Regions from separate parts of the Anser cygnoides genome. Here region 1 is linked to region 2. A link is a contact called in public Hi-C data. All regions are on one chromosome and are shown on one strand. The core of a region is the stretch at or near the end of the contact, and the rest is flanking DNA. Distances in the headings are between cores, read along the strand shown. Region 1 overlaps CSPG4 (chondroitin sulfate proteoglycan 4). Region 2 holds the start of MAN2C1 (mannosidase alpha class 2C member 1).

Region 1 (5,078 bases), core at 469-2,968, 63 kb after region 2:
TCTGCCCGCTCAGCCCTGGCGAGCCGGAGGCCTGGGAGAAGGAGGGAAAACCCAAAGCGGCATCAGAAACGGAGGGATGCGAAGAAATGGAGAGGAATGGGGGAGGAAAATAGGATTGATGAGGCTGGCAAGACAACGGGAGGAAGGCACTGCGTGGATAGGGCCAGCAAAGGATGGACGTGGTTTGTCAGATGTCGGTGTGGTATCAGAGCTCATGCTTGGAGGGAGCATGGGAAGTTGTACAATTGTGCTTTTCCTTCAGACAAACAGCCTCTCCTGACGTTTGCACAATCCCCCCCCTCCCTGCCCGAGTGAGCGGATTGTGCAAACCTCAGGAGAACTTGTTTGTCCCTTGCTTCTCCTCCAGCCACACTCCGCACCATCCCCCGGGCTGATTTTTCCTTTTTTTTTTTACCTGCATTTCTCCATAACTGAGTCGAGCGCTGGGGGCAATTTGCCTCGAATGATATCAGCACGAGCAGGATGAAGGAGTCGGAGATGGAGGTCGGAGTCACCACGCGGAAGCGGATGGCGTCCTGGGCGAGCCAGAAGGGCTCCTGTGGCATCTCGTGCTGGTAGAAGATCATCCCGCCGTCCACCTAGGAGGGGAGAAAGCTCGCTCATTTCTGCTTAATGGCAAAATAACCCCAGCAGATGATGCCGTGATGCCATGACCCATCTCATTTCTGGCTGCCGTGGTGTGACTGTCACTGCTGGTGCCAGTGCTGGAGCCGGGGACTTGGTTTGGCTCCACCAAGGAGGCACCTTTCCGGCAGGAGCTTTTCACCCAGCAAATGGGGTGGGACCCCCGAGCTGTGGGGCTGATGGAGGGTCTCCTGGAGGAGGCGAGACCTCACCTGGGCTTGGGTAAAGTTCCTGACTTCGCCCCCGCGGGCGGTGCGCAGCCGGCCAAGGCGCGGGGCTTGCTCGATGCTGTAGTAGAGGGCCGTGGGGCTGGTGGGGCTGCTGCTCACCGCCTGCAGGTTCTCGCTCGTGAGGGGTTGCAGAGCACCTGGAAAACACGCCGGGGGGGACATCAACCCTGCCCCTCTGCCCCCAGAGCAGCCTGGCTGCCGGGACCCCCGCGCGCTGCCCCCTACCCACCTGGGCAGAGGGTGAGGCTCTGCTTCTTGGCCAGGCTGAGCTCCTCGCCCTGCGCCCTGACGAGGAAGAAGTGCCCAGGGGACAGGTTCTCGCCGTCCCACAGGTCGAAGGCAAAGCCTCCATCCAGGGGCCCTGCAGAAAGTGCGGAGCTGGGGCACGGGGCAGCCCCCTAACCTGGCACGAGGGGGACCTCGGTGCCACAGGGCTTGGGGACAGGAGTGGTGCCAGGGGACGCCTCGTCCTGGACGTACCTTGATGCACAAAGAGGACGAGGCCGCTGTCGATCTGCGCCTGGGTGAAGCGCCGCACCTCCACGCCGGGCGCCGGCCTCAGCACCACCTTGCCATTGACTGGGGGCTGGATGGAGAAGGTGACCTCCGCCGCCGGGCTGTCCTCGTCCTCGGCACGCAGGGTTTGGGGGCCGATGGTGGCCGTGGCACCCTTCCGCAGCTGGGGGACAGGGAGAGGCTGTAACCCCCCCGGGGCACCCCGGCCATCCCCAGCCCGTCCCTGAGTGCTGGTGCCTTGCACCAGGAGGCATGTCTGCGCCACACAAGGGCTCCTTGTGCATCTGCTGGGCAAAGCACCCGTGCCCTGGCCTCCTCCCAAGCCCTGCATCACCCCGTGCCCATGTTTCCCAGCACGTACAGGGTGCGTGCTGCCCATGCCGCCCCGCAGCCAGCCGTGCCACCCATGTCCAGGGACGCTGCCACCACGATCCCACAGCACCTGCATTCCCCAAGGGGCTTTTCAGTCCCTGGGGCTCCTTCTGCTGGGGCTGCAGGGGGATGAAGGTGAGCAGGAGGCAGCACTATGCCCCGTTCCTAATCCCCTGCCCCATCCCTGTCCCGCAGACACCAGGATTAGGATTATTCCTGCGATGTCAGGTCCTGCGCGCCCTCCCCAGAGCCAGCTGCGTCGGGTTAGCTTAGCTTTTCTCCTCACTTTCCAGCTGGCCGATCCCCAAACATTTCTTGAGTGGGTGTGGGTGCCGGCAGTGAAATCAAATCCGTCAGCAGCCCCCGCGGGACTGGGGGAGAGAGGCCGGGAAGCGCAGCTTTGGGGAGGCGGGATGGGGGAAGCGCTGCGCGGGGGCAGCCTTGCTGAGCGGGGCCGAGCACACCGAGCCCCACATCCGCTCTGAATTATTAAAGCTGCGCTCCTGCCCTCCTTTTCTGGCTTATTATGTCTGCTCACACTCCGTGTCACCTCTGCACTCTGGGAGAGCTGGCGTGGAGGCAGCGAAACGGCGCCGGCAGCACGGCAGCGCAGCGCAGAGGGCAGCAGAAGCCTCCCTTGGTGGCATCCAGCCACCCTCCTGGCAGGAGGGAGCGCAGCCCGCAGGGCCTGATCCTGCCCGTGTGGACTCTGCACCCTGCCACTGGCGTGCGTGCAGCAGGGGAAGCTTTGTGCAATCTCCGTGCCGGGCCCGGGCTGACCTTTAAACACTGAAGTCATCTCTCTGGGAGCGCAAACACACGCGCGGCCCCTCCTGCATGCTGCTTGCTTTGTCCTGCGCAGGACAAACCTGTGCTTCTGGGTGTATTTTTTATTATTATTATTTTTTTCCTGTCTTTTGATGGTTTTATAGTGGTTGGGAGGGAAGGTAGAGCTTCTCCGAGTGACTGTGCTGCTGGGCTGGCTGCGAGGCAGAGGAGGGGTTAACGCGACCCTGCAGGGGTTTGGGCACAGCTGGGGCAGAGCGGGGCTCAGTGCCCTACAAAAGGGATTTGCTGGAGGGGGGCTGCCTTTGCTGGGCTGGGGGGGGCTTTGGGGTCGAGGGCAGCATGGGCAGACCATGGGCTGGCTGCGGATGGGGACCCCAAACTTTGCAGGGCAGCCCCCCCTCCGCCTTCCTTTGGGGTATCCCTGCTGGGGTGGGAGAGGGGGGGCTGCTAGGGAAGCAGGGCGCGAGGAGCGGTGAGAAACCCGCCTGAGCCCCGCTGCGTGAGCCAGCCGCCAGCAGCCGCCGCAGCGGAACGATGCTCCCACCTTGTGGACAGCTTCAGCATCGCCGGGGGAGGAGGAAGAGGAGGAGGAGGAGTCGGAGAAGCCCTTCCAAGGCCGGCCCCAGCCCCTGTTTACCGGTGCCCCCCCGCAGCCCCTTACCTGCAGCCCGGCGTTGATGCGCAGCCGGGGCCCCGCCGTGCGCCGGGGCGCGATGGCCACGAAGATGGTGCGGGGCTGGCTCTGCCGGCCGCTGTCGGAGGCGTTGGCCACCAGGGTGAAGCTGTCGGCCCGAGCCCGGGGCGCGTCCTGCCTGTATTGGACCTCCTGGTTCTCCACCTGCGGGGCAGGGGCTGGCTGAAGGGCCCGGCTGCGGGGCGCGGGGGGGGACGGCCCTTGGGCACGGCCCCGGCACCACGATAGGGAGAGGGGCTGGCACCGGTGCTCTGCCCGCATCTCCTCCCCGTGGCCCCCAGCGTTGGGTTTGGGCTTTCCTCCCACCACACCAGACCCGGACGGGGTGAACCTGCCACCCTAAAACCCTCCATCCCAGGGGCAGCCCCCCTGCAGCCTCCCCGTGGCCCCAGCCCCGTACCTCGCTCCAGGTGAAGCTCTGCAGCCTCTCCTCCTCGGGCAGCTTGGTGTTCAGGAGGGTGCCGAAGCGGGGGGACTCCAGCACCCTGAACTCCACGCCACGAGCCACGAAGTAGTCGCTGGGGATGTTGAGGACGGCTGTGGAGAGGACGGCGGAGCCTCCTCCCGGCACCGTGAGGTTGCCGACGTCCAGGGGGATGGTGGCAGGGAGCACGCTGAGGCTCACTGCCACCCCCTCCAGGGGGTCTGCCCCCCCCGCTGTGACATCCACGACGAAGTGGTCCCGCTCCTCCTCTGGCTTGGAGTGCAGGTAGAGGACTTGGCCGCTGTTGATGTCCTCCTGGGTGAAGGACTGCACGGGGTCGAGGCTGGGCGGCTCGTCCGAGTCCCGGCCGTGCTGAACCATCACCAGGAAGCCGGAGGCCGGGGGGCTGCTCACCAAGTAGACGATGTCCTGGGGGGGGATCTCTTCGTGGGCCACCTGGGAGCGTGGGGGAGGCACGGTGTGAGTGTGGGGCCGACATTTGCCAGGGGTTGCTCTGAGGGTCATGGCAAAGCCAGACCTGGGCTCTGCCCCTGGGCAAAGCCTGACGTGGGCACAAGTCCTTTGGTCATTGCAGGTGGGGGTTAAATAGCCCCCCTGCAAGTCTGGTGTCCGGGGAGGTGATGTGGGTTTTGGGGAACAAGCAGAGAGGGGGATACTCACCAGTAAGTGCTCCTGCTTGATCTCGGCCGCCTCCCCCTGGAAGACGTGTATCTCCTTGTTGTTGACAATGTGCAGGGGGCTTGGGTGGGTGTCCAGGAAGATGGTGATGGCCAGCGTGTCCTCCACCGCCACCTCGTTTGCTTCCACGGTGAACTGGAGCTCATCCCGGGCGTTCCTGCTCCCGTTGTGGCGGTAGGAGACCTCTCCTGCCAGCAGGTCCCTCTGGGAGAAAGCCATAACCGGCTGCCCCCCTCTAAGCACGGCCCCCCACCTCGGTGGGGTGGTGATCAGGAACCGTATCTCCTCGTCCGACCTGATGTCCATGTTGGTCTCCAGGCTGAGGACGGAGGCGTCGATGCTCCCCTGGCTCCCCTGGGGGATGGCAAGGCCGGTGTTGTTGACTATCTTGATGTAGGGCTCTGACGCCTGCACTTCCAGGAGGGCCGTGGTCTGGTGGAGGCCGTCTGAGACCTGCAGCTGGATCCAGCCCCGGTCAGCCCCGGAGTGGACAAAGAGGATCTTCTTCTTCCTCAGGTCATCCTGGGTGAACCGATAGAGCTGGTGGCTTCTGTCATCGACGGACACGATGCTGCCAAACAAGATGTCCCTCCTGGCCAGCACCAGCTGCGCGTCGGAAAAGCCCGAGTCCTTGTCAGTGAAGGCGATGTCATCCGTTGTCAGCAGGTGCTGCCCGTTGCGCACCACGTTGAACACCTTGCTCACCGCC
Region 2 (5,125 bases), core at 2,520-5,019:
AGCAGCACGCCGCAAGCAGAAGAAAAGCTCCTCAGAGAGCTTGGCAACGACCCCCAACGCTGCCCAGAGCAAACCCCCTTCCTGACCCAAACGTTTCGGAGGGAGAGGACTCACCTGGGAGCACACGAAGGTGAGCTCGGGGTTGCTCTCCATCAGGCGGATAACCGTCACCCAGCTCCGAGCACATTTGCGGATGGTCTCCTCGTATGGCCACAGCCAGGCTGCAGGGACAGAGACACGGCCCCAGCGCGGTCATCGCTCGGCTCAAGTACCCACCTACCGGGGGGAAGCAGGCTCCTCTGGGAACAGGGCTGCGCTGCCCTTCAAGGATCAGGCGCGGAAAATGCTGAGACCGAAGCCCCCTCCAGGGACTGAAAACTGAAGGCTGAAGTCCGACAGGGAGTAGAGCGTGGTCTGTACTCTGTCCCTCAGCGGCAGGGGGCACAGCAAGCCAGCCGCGTGCCCAATCTGACCGGCTGCGTGGCAGTGCAGAGCCCCTTCCCTTCCCTTCCCTTCCCTTCCCTTCCCTTCCCTTCCCTTCCCTTCCCCCCTTCCCTTTCCCCTCCCCTCCCTCCGGGTTTGCTGCCTGGAACTCGGGGGCAGCCAGCAGAGGGCACGCCGTGCTGCTCTCACCGGAGTCGATGTGGCAGTGCCCCATGGCGTGGATGCTGTGCTGGCTCTCGCCGTTCCTCTGGCCGAAGATGGCGGCCGCCAGGTCGCGGGCAGCGGGGAAGGTGGCGGGGTCGGTAACGTCGCACACGTTCACCATCTGGTTGGCAGCGTACAGCGCCTGGAAGCTCCGCTGGTTTTCCTCCCCGAGGAGCTGGGGTTGGGAGGAGGACAGCTTGACCCTGAGCTCAGGACAGCTTTCTGCACCCACGCTCGCCCCGGGGAGAACCTCCCGCCTCCTTCCAGCACCTGACACTGCCAGCGGTGCCAGGCAAACACCACGGCCCTGCTTCACAGACACAGCCCGATGTCTGTGCACGTGTCCTTCTAAACCCAGGTAACACGTCCACCAATTACAGAGTGCTCTGGTCAAACAGATCCTGTTTTGGAGCAGGAGATGGATGAAACAACCACCTATGGCTTCTCCCCATTTGGTTTTCTCCTGCTCTAGACAATGTCAATTATGCTAAAGCGGCAGGAGCAAATACTTGTTCCTTCCTCCAGAGCCTCCTGGTGGGAGGACAAGCCTTGGAACAGCAGCAGGGGATAAAATGAAGGAGTTGTAGGAGGTGGGAAGGATGACAGAACGGGTGCACAGACCCGGGCCATGTCCAGCAGTATTTCCAGATCCACCAGCAGCTCATAGACATCCCTGTTGAAGACGACGAGCTCAGCCTTGCTCACAGTGAACCTCCTGTTGGGGTCCGGGGGGGCGATCATGGTGCCCTTGCCAGCCCCGAAGAGGCCGTTGCAGGCCAGCTCCACGTACAGCGTCACGCTGCGGAGACGGGGACAAAGCCATCAGGGCGCAGGCCACGAGCACGCAGCTGGGGAAGCCCGTTCCCACCCCACAGTAGGACCAGCCCGACCCCAACTCCTGGCAGACCCACTGGACGCCCCGACGCAGGTCTGGGGGTCTCGTGGCTTCAAGGAAGTCCGAGATCCCCCAGCAGAAGCGGGTTCAGCCAGGCTGGCCGCTCACCTGTGGGGTTCCGACTCCTTCAGGCAGCTTGTCAGGATGTAGCTGGTCTTCTCACCTTCCTTAGTCAAGCCCTGCAGGGAAAGGCAGCGCGCTTAACCCCCAAGTCCACGACGGCGGGCCTGACAGAGCAGCGGGACGGCCGGGGTCTGGTCCCGTGTTCTGCAGGGCCCTGCTTCCCACCAGAACAACCGGCACGGGAACTGCAGGGCCAAAGCTGACCTGTGCTAGTCCTGACAAGAGTCTGACCTGTTATTCTTGTTGGCACTGGGGATGTACATCGCAGGCCCGGAGCTTGCCTACCTGTCTTGCAAGACATCTGATAATGCCTAAACAAGGGATTTCCACCTGGGACTACTTTGCAGACCAGAATTTTAACTCCTGTCAAGGAGTCAACCCCTGGGAAACACTCGAGCACACCAGCAGCAGGCTTGACTTTTGGGACTGAACTTCAGAAATAGCTCCCAGACCCTTTGTGGCCCACCACAAAGCACAGCAGGTAAACCACGAGCGTCACCCTCTCTCCCACGCCCCGTACTAGCTCCTACGCAAACACTGCCCCTCCCTGCACGGCAGCTTCTCATCTATTTGCTATTTACCTATTTTACACAGCTTACCTCTTGAGGCTGAACAACCCTACAACTACACATCCTCTTTATGTTTTCCCTCACGATCACACTGTCCAGGCCTCCAGCTGTTCTTGTCCACGTGTTATTTCCCTGCCACGACACCTGCAGGCATTACTCCATAACAAACAGGAGGGGGTTTCTGCTATCCCGTTAGAGAGGGGTGAGGGAAGTAACTGCTCTGCACGCCCCTGATCTGCACCTCCTTACCTGTACAGGCTGGCCATCTCGCCACACCATGCCTTCCCCATCGCTCTCCCAAACAAAGTGCACTTCCCGCCCTGCCCACGCCGGGGGGATGCTCAGCTCCACCTTAAACCAGCAGGTCTCCCACCTGGAAGAGAGCACGCAGCGACCTCACCGCGCAGCTGGGACCTTCCCCCAGGGAAGCCGCTCGTCCTCAGGGCCTCCGTGAAGAAGCACAGCGGGACACCGCACCAGTGTGGCGTGTCAGTGTAATGAAGCTGCGCGGCCCCACGTTTAGCCACCTTCGGTTTAAGCAGCACACAGCACCTGCATGGTCCTGTGCCATTCCGCTGCACTTCCCCTTCCCAGCCTGACCAGGTCTAACCAAGCAAAGCTTCCACCTCGTGGTGCTCGCCGCCAGGCACCGCTAAGGGCTGGGCACCTAGCAGCCTGCTGAGCGCCGCGCCGCGCGGGGTGAAGCTCCCTTCCCGGCCGGCAGACGCAACCGCGGCGCTTCCCGGCGCTGCCGCCCGCCCTCCCGCGCGGCACTCCGGCAGGCAGCGACACCGCAGGGTGCCGGGCCTCGCGCAGCGCCTGAGCCGGGGCAGCCCGTCCATACGCGCGGACCTGCGGCCTTCCCACCGCCGCTCCTAGTCCCTGGGCAGGCCGTGGCCCGCCGTTACAAACAGCGGCACCGCCGCCCGTCACCCCGCCAGCCGCTGCCGAGGCTCCCGGGCAGCCCCGAAGCAGGCAGCGGGCAGGGCACGGCCCCCCGGTACTCACGCGGGCCCGAAGGAGTCCCCGACGGCGGCCGGCCCGAACCGCCGCCCCACGGCCTCGCCGTAGGGGACGCGCAGCGGGCTCTGGAAGCAGGAGAGCGCGGCGGGCGGGCGGCTGGCGCCGTACAGCCTGCGGGGGACACGGACGGGGCGCGGCTGCAGGGACGGCCCGGCGGGGACCGGGCGAGCGCCCCGCGCCCCGCGCCGCCCCCGGCCCCCCTCAGCCCGGGGCCGCCCCAGCTCCCCTCAGGCGCCCGAGGGGGAACGCGAGGGGAAGGGGGGGGGGGGGCGCAGAGCAGGCCGCGGCCTCTCCCCTCGGCCCCCCGCGGGGCCCAGCGCGGCGGCGGCGCCCCGGGGAGCCCCGGCCGGCGCCCACCTGCCCCGCAGGTTGCAGTCGGTGAAGTACGCGGCGGACACGAACTTCTCCACGCGCTCCAGCGCCGTCCGCCGGTGCTTCAACATGGCGCCCGCCGCCATGCCGGGGGCCGCGCCGCCACTGCGCATGCGCCCGCCGCGCAGCCCCCTCCCCCCCCCCGCCCCCCCCCCGCCGGTGTAATTAAGCAATTAACCGGCTGTAATTAACCGGGAGGGGGCGGCGAGGCCCCGAGCCTCGCCTCCAGGCCCCCGGGGGTCCCCGCTGAAGGAAGAAGGGGCCGTAGGCATGGCTGAGCCCTGATGTTTTAAACGGGCAGGCCGCGCCACGGCCACGCTCACAGGAGTTGTAGGGGAATCACACAAACGCAAGCAGTAACGCTACATAAAAAGTAACGCTAAATAAAAATAAAACCTTTTTTTTTTTTCAGTTATGGTACAGGCTGGGGGCCTTCCCACCAGTGCTGAAACCGTGCAGGAGCAGGCTGCTGGGGCACCCCCGGCGCTGCGCCCATTTTACAGCTGGGGAAGGAAAAGGCCTCAGCACCCCCGAGCTCGCCTCCAGACCCCCTGGAGCACACACGGGGGGGGGGATAAGTGTGTAGGATGCAAAACCAAGTACTTTAGAAGGGAACAAGGCAGGTAATTTATTGCTAGCAAACGCTGCGTGGTCCCCCTGGGCTCTTCCCCACTGAGCTCTTCCCTTCTGGGCTCTTCCCTCTCTTTTTCCCCCATTTTCCCTCTCTGCAGGAGGCTCCCGCTCGCCCCCACAGCCAGATCTGCCTTCTGCACAGTGCCTGCACCTGAGTTCAACCCCTCGGGGCCCTGCACAGACCCCTCTGCTCTGCCGCCACGACGGGTCCCCCCCAGGCCTGCCCCCCTCTCGGCACGCAGCCGCTGCCCCAGCTCTGCCCGCCAGCTCCAAAACCCCTGACAGGTTAATGCAGCAGCAAAACCCCGCTCCAAAACACCAGGGACAAACTTGGTGTGCTCAGAGCCTGGTTCGTGCAAGGAAAACTGCCTCCTGTGAGGTGGACAGATAGTGCAGCTGGCTGGTATGGCTTACAAAGCCCATGCCAACTTCATTTTAAAAGCAGAGTCTTTCCCCGTGTTTAAGTATCTGCTAAACTTCTATACTTAAAAAAATATATATATATCCCACACGTGGCTTTCACTAGTGAAATGCACCGACACCCATTCCACCCCTCTGCCTTCTCTTGCACGCGCACACAAACGCACACACAGAGCAGCTCTGTCAAATACTGGTTTGGTACTTAAGATGTTTTCTTCAATACTGAGAGGGAAAAATACATGAGCACAATCAACCCCAGCTAAGTAGCTCAGCAACACTTCCCAAAATCAAAGGTCCTTGGAGCTGGAAGACTAAGTGGATAAAAATTATCCACCAGCAGAAAAAAAATAAATAAAAAAACCTAAAAGTTATATAATGTATATTTATATATCTCAACAGACTGCTCATACCTTGGCTGTATTAACCGCAAAACACGCGCGCT

The links. A called contact is a pair of places that touch in the nucleus more often than the background predicts.
Region 1: a contact with region 2 is called in a Hi-C map of liver, with 2.4 times the contacts expected there. The contact joins the enhancer-like site here to the promoter of MAN2C1 in region 2.

What each region holds. Positions count from the first base shown.
Region 1 is chr11:13,238,208-13,243,285 of Taihu_goose_T2T_genome, forward strand. CSPG4 (chondroitin sulfate proteoglycan 4) reads right to left here. Exons shown (of 10, transcript XM_048081497.2): 3 at 4,352-5,078; 4 at 3,647-4,126; 5 at 3,214-3,390; 6 at 1,356-1,554; 7 at 1,105-1,236; 8 at 858-1,012; 9 at 416-599; 10 at 1-31. Among named protein-coding and RNA genes, the nearest start is that of SNX33, 12 kb to the left of the region's middle. Within about 2 kb of position 1,719, at least 1 of the 3 cell types and tissues checked has open chromatin away from gene starts, as enhancers often do. A contact at or near this core is called in liver, where this site is marked.
Region 2 is chr11:13,173,110-13,178,234 of Taihu_goose_T2T_genome, forward strand. MAN2C1 (mannosidase alpha class 2C member 1) reads right to left here and starts at 3,770. Exons shown (of 26, transcript XM_048081441.2): 1 at 3,616-3,770; 2 at 3,244-3,369; 3 at 2,485-2,608; 4 at 1,652-1,722; 5 at 1,270-1,447; 6 at 634-823; 7 at 115-221. The coding sequence starts at 3,743.